Regions from separate parts of the Pan troglodytes genome. Here region 2 is linked to region 1. Evidence: chromatin contacts called from public Hi-C data. All regions are on one chromosome and are shown on one strand. Each heading gives the region's core, a stretch centred on a gene start, on an enhancer-like site or on the middle of the called end of the contact. The rest is flanking DNA. Distances are from core to core; before and after follow the strand shown.

Region 1 (3,588 bases), core at 186-2,685:
CTCGAGTCGCTGGAACTACAGGCGCGCACCACCGTGTCCGGCCAAATTTTAATTGATTGACTGATTGATTTTATTTTATTTATTTTTTTTTCTAGAGATGGGGGTCTCGCTATCTTGTCCAGGCTGGTCTCGAACTCCTGAGACCAAGCGATCCTCCTGCCTTGGCCTCCCAAAGTGCTGGGGATAACAGACGTGTTCCAAGGCGCCTGGCCGCAAATCTGTCTTGGTAATGGAATAAAAAGCGGGGTATACAGTTGGCGTGTAGGACTTAAATCCTCAGATGACGCCAAAGTTTCTAACCAATGATTTCAAACGGCTTCCCATTAACTTCTCATTAACCTAGCGAACAAGAAAGTGACACGCTGAGATTTTGGATCCTTTTTTTTCCGAGGCTCTCCCTCTGGCAGAGAAAGAGGCGCACAAACAAGGGGTGTGGCCCACTGGCAAATCAGTCAGACCATCCCGAATCAGAGACAAACACTGGAAAGCAGAGAGGAAAAAGAAGTTTCGCGTTTCCGCTCCTCGGACTCTGCTCCAGAATTCAGCTTTACCCGTCCGAAGCAGCGGCGTCAGAACCCCGCACCGCCTCCCGGGAGGGGCTGGGTCCCCTCTCGGCTGTGACACCGCCGGGCAGTGGGAGCTAAGCGGGGCCAGCGCCTCTCCCCCGAGGGAAACCCGAGGCCCAGAGGGGCCGAGGGAGCCCGTCACGAAAACTCCAGAAGTTCCTGAGCAGGGACCTGAACCAAAGGTCTCTGCCCACGGCGCGGGATGTAGTGCCGCCGCTCCACTTGAGAAAGGGGTCCCCACACGGGAGTAGGGCGAGGGGGTCGCCTCCCGCCGCCGAAACCAGTCCCTCCCTGAGTCGCCAAGTCCCGAGTCCCGCCCTCTCCCCGCAGGGCTCCCGGAGAGGACCTCCGCCTTCTCGCTTCGCCCCTCCGCCTCGCTCAGGAGGAGACCTGCCACGGCCCTGTCTGACCTGTCGCCGCTGGGACTGAGCCGGCAGCGCGAAGCCTCCATGCCCGCCACCGAGGAAGCCCCCACCACGTACACACTCTTCCCCGCCGTCGCTAGAGTGGCTAGGCTGGCACGCCGCCGCGTCCCGCCTCCTGGCAACCGCGTTCCACACTGTCGCCGACGCCGATTGGTCCGTGTTCTCGTGGCTCCTGTCTCATTGGCTATTGCCGGGGCCCAACGATGCGGGAGGGTTGCTAAGGGGCGGGAGGCGAGCGGGAGTTAAACGCGCCTGCGCGGGGATGGGGTGACGCGAGCTAAGGCTTGGTCCTCTGGAGCGCCTCGCAGGGCCGGTACTGAGGGGGAAGACTTTGTTTTTGCCTGGGCCTCGCCCGCCGCGCGGCCAGCAGGCGAGTCCGGTCAGAGGAGTCTCCTATACCCCACCAACCGCCACGCACGCAACGGCTCCTCGCACCCCCGCCATTTTTACCGAGCCCACCCAGAGCGCTTCCCGAGGTCTGCCCTGTGAGGATGTACAGACCTCTGCCGCTTCCCATTCTGGCCCCTGCCCTGATACCAGCGGCCTTCGGGGACCCCCTCTGGTACCCTCTCCACTCCATCAGTCACTCCCAGTGAAACGCATCTTCCATAGGCTGGCCTTGAACTTCAACTGCACAGAACTTAAGCTTCCCCTACTCCAGCCCAAGCTTTTAGGTCATTCCTAGACCTGCTCTACAGACTCCCCTAAAGCACACGAGGGAATCCAGAGACTTTAATTTTTTGAGACAGGGTTTCACTCTCTCGCCCAGACTGCAGTGCAGTGGCCCGGTCTCAGCTCACCGCAACCTCCGCCTCCCAGGCTTAAGCGATTCTCCTGCCTCAGCCTGTGGAGTAGCTGCGATTACAGGCAGGGGCCACTACTGCCTGGCTATTTTTCGTATTTTTAGTAGAGATAGGGTTTCACCATGTTGGCCAGACTGGCCTCTAACTCCCGACCTCAAATGATCCACCCGCCTCAGCCTCCGAAAGTGCTGGGATTACAGGCGTGGGCCCGTCCTGGAGACTCTTTCCATCTACCTTTCTACCTCCTGTGGGCCTTCCTCAAACATCCATAGCCCACCGTGAGAGCCCCTGTCTAAATGTGTACTCTTGTCTCCAATAAATCCCGTCCCCAAATGTCAGTCCCTTTCTCCCTACCGACATGCACATTATAGTCCCTACAAAACATCCTGAGTCCTCACAAGTCACTGCACAAATGGCTTTATGGCGTTCTAAGGTCAAAGTTGTTTCCACATTGGTTTTGAACCTACAAGTTAGTACTTTAGGAGGCACACGCTGAGAGTGGACCATTACACTGCCTGGGTCAGCGTGCACTCACTGTGTGACCTGTGCATGGTTCATTCTCTGCATCAAACTCCCATCTGTAAAATATACAGTAATCCCTGCTTGATCTAGTTGGGGCTGGACCTGACACAGTAGGTCCAGCTGAATGAATGCTAAATGAATGGGTTTAATGAGATGCTAGTTGTCTGAGTAAAAGGCCGAGACATTCGGTTGACTGGGGAAGTCCTTCTGCATTAATTACAATAAGTAATACTCATTGAAAACTTTCCTTATTTACACACAGTTGAACAGTTATTCTAAGAAACCATTTTCCCACCCTATTTAATATTGACAGATTTCTTCAGTTAGAAACAAAAACTCAAAACACAAGCAATCCTAAAGAACTCATCTATGTCCCCCTTATCTCCCCTCATCTTATGTAGTCCCTAAAACAGGGCTTGCTGCCCTTTCTTCTTCTTGCCTTTTCAGCAGATGAGTCAAGGTTGCAGAGGTGGCAGTCAACCATAGAGTCACAGAGTTTGATTTTTTTCCATCCATCAGGTCATAGAAGCTGCCACTGAGCCTGACAAGAGTTGGTACTCAAAAATGCAGAATGAATTAGTTTGAATGAGGTGATTAAGGATTAATGAGTAGTGGTTAAGGAAACAAAGACCATTAGTGGATGGGGTAATATTGCTGTGTTACTGATGGAAGCAGGATTCTCTAAAAAAACTTTCTGCAGCCATTTACTTACATACATTTTAAAGAGTTACTACAAGATATTTTAAAAATTTAAACAGTTAATACAAGAAAAATATGAAGTGAATAGTTCATGACACTAAACTGAACTGTTCATGACACAAAGTATCTTAGAAAACAAATCTCGGCTGGGCCAGCACTTTGTGAGGTCAAGGCCAGCAGATGACTTGAGGTCAGGATTTTGAGACCAGCCTGGCCAACATGGAGAAACCACATCTCTACTAAAAATACAAAAAAATTAGCCAGGCATGGTGGCTGGTGCCTGTAATCCCAGCTACTGGGGAGGCTGAGGCAGGAGAATCGCTTGAACCCAGGAAGTGGTGGTTGCAGTAAGGTGAGATCATACCACTGCACTCCAGCCTGGGCAACAGAGCAATATTACATCTCAAAAACAAAAACAAAAACAAAAACCCTAGGAATTGAATTCCTTTATGACTCCAGAAAACATATCTCTTTTCTATTGAGATTACTGATGGCAGTCAGCTTTTCACAAGGAATTGGCTTCTGCTCAGCTTCCCTCTCTCCCTGAGGTAAGCAAGCAGGTGCTGTCGTCTC
Region 2 (3,394 bases), core at 576-3,075, 140 kb before region 1:
GCTTTGATGAGGCCATTAGGGGAAAAAAGCATTCGTGTCAATGCTCAGCCTCTGAAACAGACAGCAGCATTTATCCTAAGCACCCTCCACTACCACCCCTGAGCTGGCCTCAGTCTCCCCACTCTGTCTCCATCTGTGATGCCGGGGGGGAGGGGATGACACATTGTAGGCAGGGTGCCCAGGGGGGCATGGCAGAGGTGGCTGAGGCCTCTGCCGGACTAGATTTAACTGTGGCTGTGACTGGCCGAAGGTCTTACAGGCAAATATAAGGTGAATGGGACCAGAACCCAGGCTTTCGGGTTCCTGTTTTCTTCTTCTTCTTTTTTTTTTTTTGTTAAAGACAGAATCTTGCTCTGTCACTCAGGCTGGAGTACAGTGGTATGATCACGGCTCACTGCAGCCTCGAACTCCTGGATTCAAGCAGTCTTCCCCCCTCAGCCTCCTGAGTAGCTAGGATTATAGGCATGTGCCACCACACCTGGCTAATCTTAAAATTTTTTGTAGAGGCAGGGTCTCGCTGTTGCCTAGGCTGGTCTCAAACTCTTGACCTCAAGTGATCCTCTCACCTTGGCCTCCCAAAGTGTTGGGATTGCAGGTGTGAACCACTGCACCTGGCCTGTCTCCTATTTTCTCGAAGTCACCTGCTCCTCCTAGGAGACTGACTTTGTCAGACTGTTCCTAAAAAGGGGCTGGGGGACAGTTTGTGTGCTCAGGACTTATGCTGTAGCTGGAAGCACAGGGCAGAAATGTGAACAATGCCTGAAATGCCGCTGGCAGGAAGCCCAGCTGCCTGGGAAGGATGCACTGGACATGGTGGGGAACACCAAGAGATGAGGCCAGGCATCAATGGTGGTGACCCTCAGACTTTAACCGTGCATGGCCCCTCTGATCAATGCCACATTCATGTGCCATCTACGACACATCCTGATTCTTTTAAATCAACTCACTTTTATTCCTTAATTCCGTTCTAAGCAATAAATCCATGAAATCAAGGATTCTATTCTTTCTAATATATATGAAAATAACTATATAACTATTTTTTTAATTTTATTTTTTGAGACGGAATCTCGCTCTGTCGCCTGGGCTGGAGTGTGGTGGTGCAATCTCAGCTCACTGCAACCTTCGCCTCCCAGGTTCAAGTGATTCTTCTGCCTCAGCCTCCTGAGTAGCTGAGATTACAGGTGCCCACCACCACGCTCGGCTAGTTTTTGTATTTTTTTTTTTAGTAGAGATGGGGTTTCACCATGTCGGCCAGGCTGGTCACGAACTCCTGGCCTCAAGTGATCCACCTGCCTCGGCCTCCCAAAGTGTTGGGATTATAGGCGTGAGCCACCGCGTCTGGCCTATAACTATTTTTCATATTTTCAAATAAAGTTATTTTAAAACACAGGGATAGGGCTTCGCCATGCTGCCCAGGCTGGTCTCGAACTCCTGGGCTCAAGTGATCCTCCTGCCTCAGCTTCCCAAAGTGGAGGGATTACAAGAATGAGCCATTGAGCCTGGGCAACTACTTAACTATTAAAAAAAATGCATATCCATGTGCCACCTTACAAGTATCCTATGTGCCAAGCTGGGAAGGACTGGCATCCACACCTCCAAGCTCTTCCAGACACACAGAGGCAGCAGCTGCCCCCAGCCCCCAGGAGCAATTGGCAGATCCCCCTCTGTTACCCTGCTTGTTATAATCTGTCCAGATGTCCTTGCCCCCTTCCAGATACGATGCTCCCTGGAGGCAAGAACTAAGCTCTCCCAGGGCCTTAGTAGGGTGGGCCTTCAATCAAGGTTGCAGGCGGCTGTTCACCCTCTCACCTCCGGGTGGCACCAGTGAGAAGAGCAAGGTCCCTCAGTCGCAAGCAGGAACCTACCCTGTCCTGCTCACCCTGAGAGTTTTGCGCCCCAGCTCCACCCCCATCTCAAATACACTCTTCTGTCATCAGCTCCCACTCCCTGGCTCTTCCCATCGCTCAGGTGCCCATTTATCCAGCCCAGGCCAGCAGTGCTAGAGGCAGGGGGGCCCAGAGAGGTTGAGACATTGTTTCTGCTCTCAGGGAATTTATAATCGGGAGAACAAATAGAATACAAGTGCTAGGGTTGAGCAATGGGTCAGGGGGAGAAAGAGAGATCCCACAATCAGCCCCAGAACTCATGTTCACACTGCATAAACCCGGAACACACCAGCCGGCGACGCGGACGACCCGCCCCAGAGCACCTCGACTGGTCCTCAGTGCCTGGATCCTTCTAATTACAGCCTCACCCCTTCTCCTGCAGCTATACTCCTGACATTTCCTGTCCACCCTCATATCCCCCCACACTGAGCACCCACCCCAAACAAGCTACGCTTCTTGGCCTAAGAAAAAATGAGAGCTGCCCCGGTCCCCTGGCCTGTGAGTGCCCCCTTGCAACCCTCCCTCCGCCCTATTCATAGCTGTGCGTGCGGGTGGGCAGCTGTGCCTGGAACAGGTGTGGGGGATCGGGTGACTGACAGATGAGCAGAGACAGCCGCAGCCCGGGTGTGGGGGCCTGGAGGGGCTCAGATTCATTGTCATGTGCTGGTATGTGCCTGGGAGAAATGTCAGGGCCTGAAAGGGAACAGCAGGCTGAGATGGGAGGAAGGCCTGGGGTACTCTGCTGCCTCCACGGTGCAGCCCGGCTCTGCCTGGCATTTCCAATGTGCAGAGCGGCGTTAATGGCCACCAGTGACCAAAGGCCCCCTCTCACCGGCCCCAGAGACAGGTGGCCTCTGCTGGACTTGCGGGGCTCTGGGGGAGGAAGGGGGCTTAATCACATCAGTCCCTTGCTCCAGGCCCCGTGGCGCTCATCAGATAGGGCTGAGGCTGTGCACAGCCCTAGCAGCCTCAGCCCTTCAGGCTGGCAGATGCTACTTCTAGCTGGAAATGTGTCCCAGCAGTCCGAGAGTCTATGAATGACCACCACAGCGCCCTCAGTAAGAGCAGTAACTCAGGGGGCAGGCAGGGAGGCTGGACTGGGGACGGACAAGTCCTCCTCCCACTCCAAGGGGGTTCTGATTGCCTCTCCAGCACGCACATTCAGGGCCTGGGAGCCAGGACTGAGAAAACAGCCAGGCAGGAAAAGAAAGGCTCCGGGAGAGGCGACACCGTTTCCTTGCCTGAGCAGTTTTCCTTCCTAATTGTGTGTGGCCAAGTTCACACCAGCTGATGGAGGGGGAAGGCGGGACCAGGCCAGGGAGCAGAAGACAGGAGCTTCCCGATGCAGGGGGAGCCGGGGCAGCCTGTGAGGACCCACGATTGACGCAAAGTCTCGTTGTCAGCAAACACGAATATGTACCTTTCCCCGTCACATATGTGTCTTCCTCTGGTGCCTCTGCCCGCCCCACACATACGGAGGAGGGAGCAGATGACCGCCAAGGTGCCCT

What was found. A called contact is a pair of places that touch in the nucleus more often than the background predicts.
Region 2: a contact with region 1 is called in a Hi-C map of induced pluripotent stem cells, with 2.1 times the contacts expected there. The contact joins the enhancer-like site here to the promoter of TULP3 in region 1. A contact is called at or near these places in 1 of 7 Hi-C or Micro-C datasets (induced pluripotent stem cells) and 1 of 1 datasets of contacts at active chromatin or transcription factors (stem cell-derived excitatory neurons).

Annotation. Positions count from the first base shown.
Region 1 is chr10:10,063,271-10,066,858 of NHGRI_mPanTro3-v2.0_pri, reverse strand. It overlaps TULP3 (TUB like protein 3), which reads right to left and starts at 1,435. Exons shown (of 14, transcript XM_054663015.2): 1 at 1,410-1,435; 2 at 977-1,163. The coding sequence starts at 1,435. It overlaps RHNO1 (RAD9-HUS1-RAD1 interacting nuclear orphan 1), which reads right to left. Exons shown (of 3, transcript XM_016922785.4): 3 at 2,506-3,588. The coding sequence ends at 3,513.
Region 2 is chr10:10,208,127-10,211,520 of NHGRI_mPanTro3-v2.0_pri, reverse strand. The region is part of intron 10 of TEAD4 (TEA domain transcription factor 4); the gene reads right to left. Among named protein-coding and RNA genes, the nearest start is that of TSPAN9, 43 kb to the left of the region's middle. Within about 2 kb of position 1,825, at least 8 of the 24 cell types and tissues checked have an H3K27ac peak or open chromatin away from gene starts, as enhancers often do. A contact at or near this core is called in induced pluripotent stem cells, where this site is marked.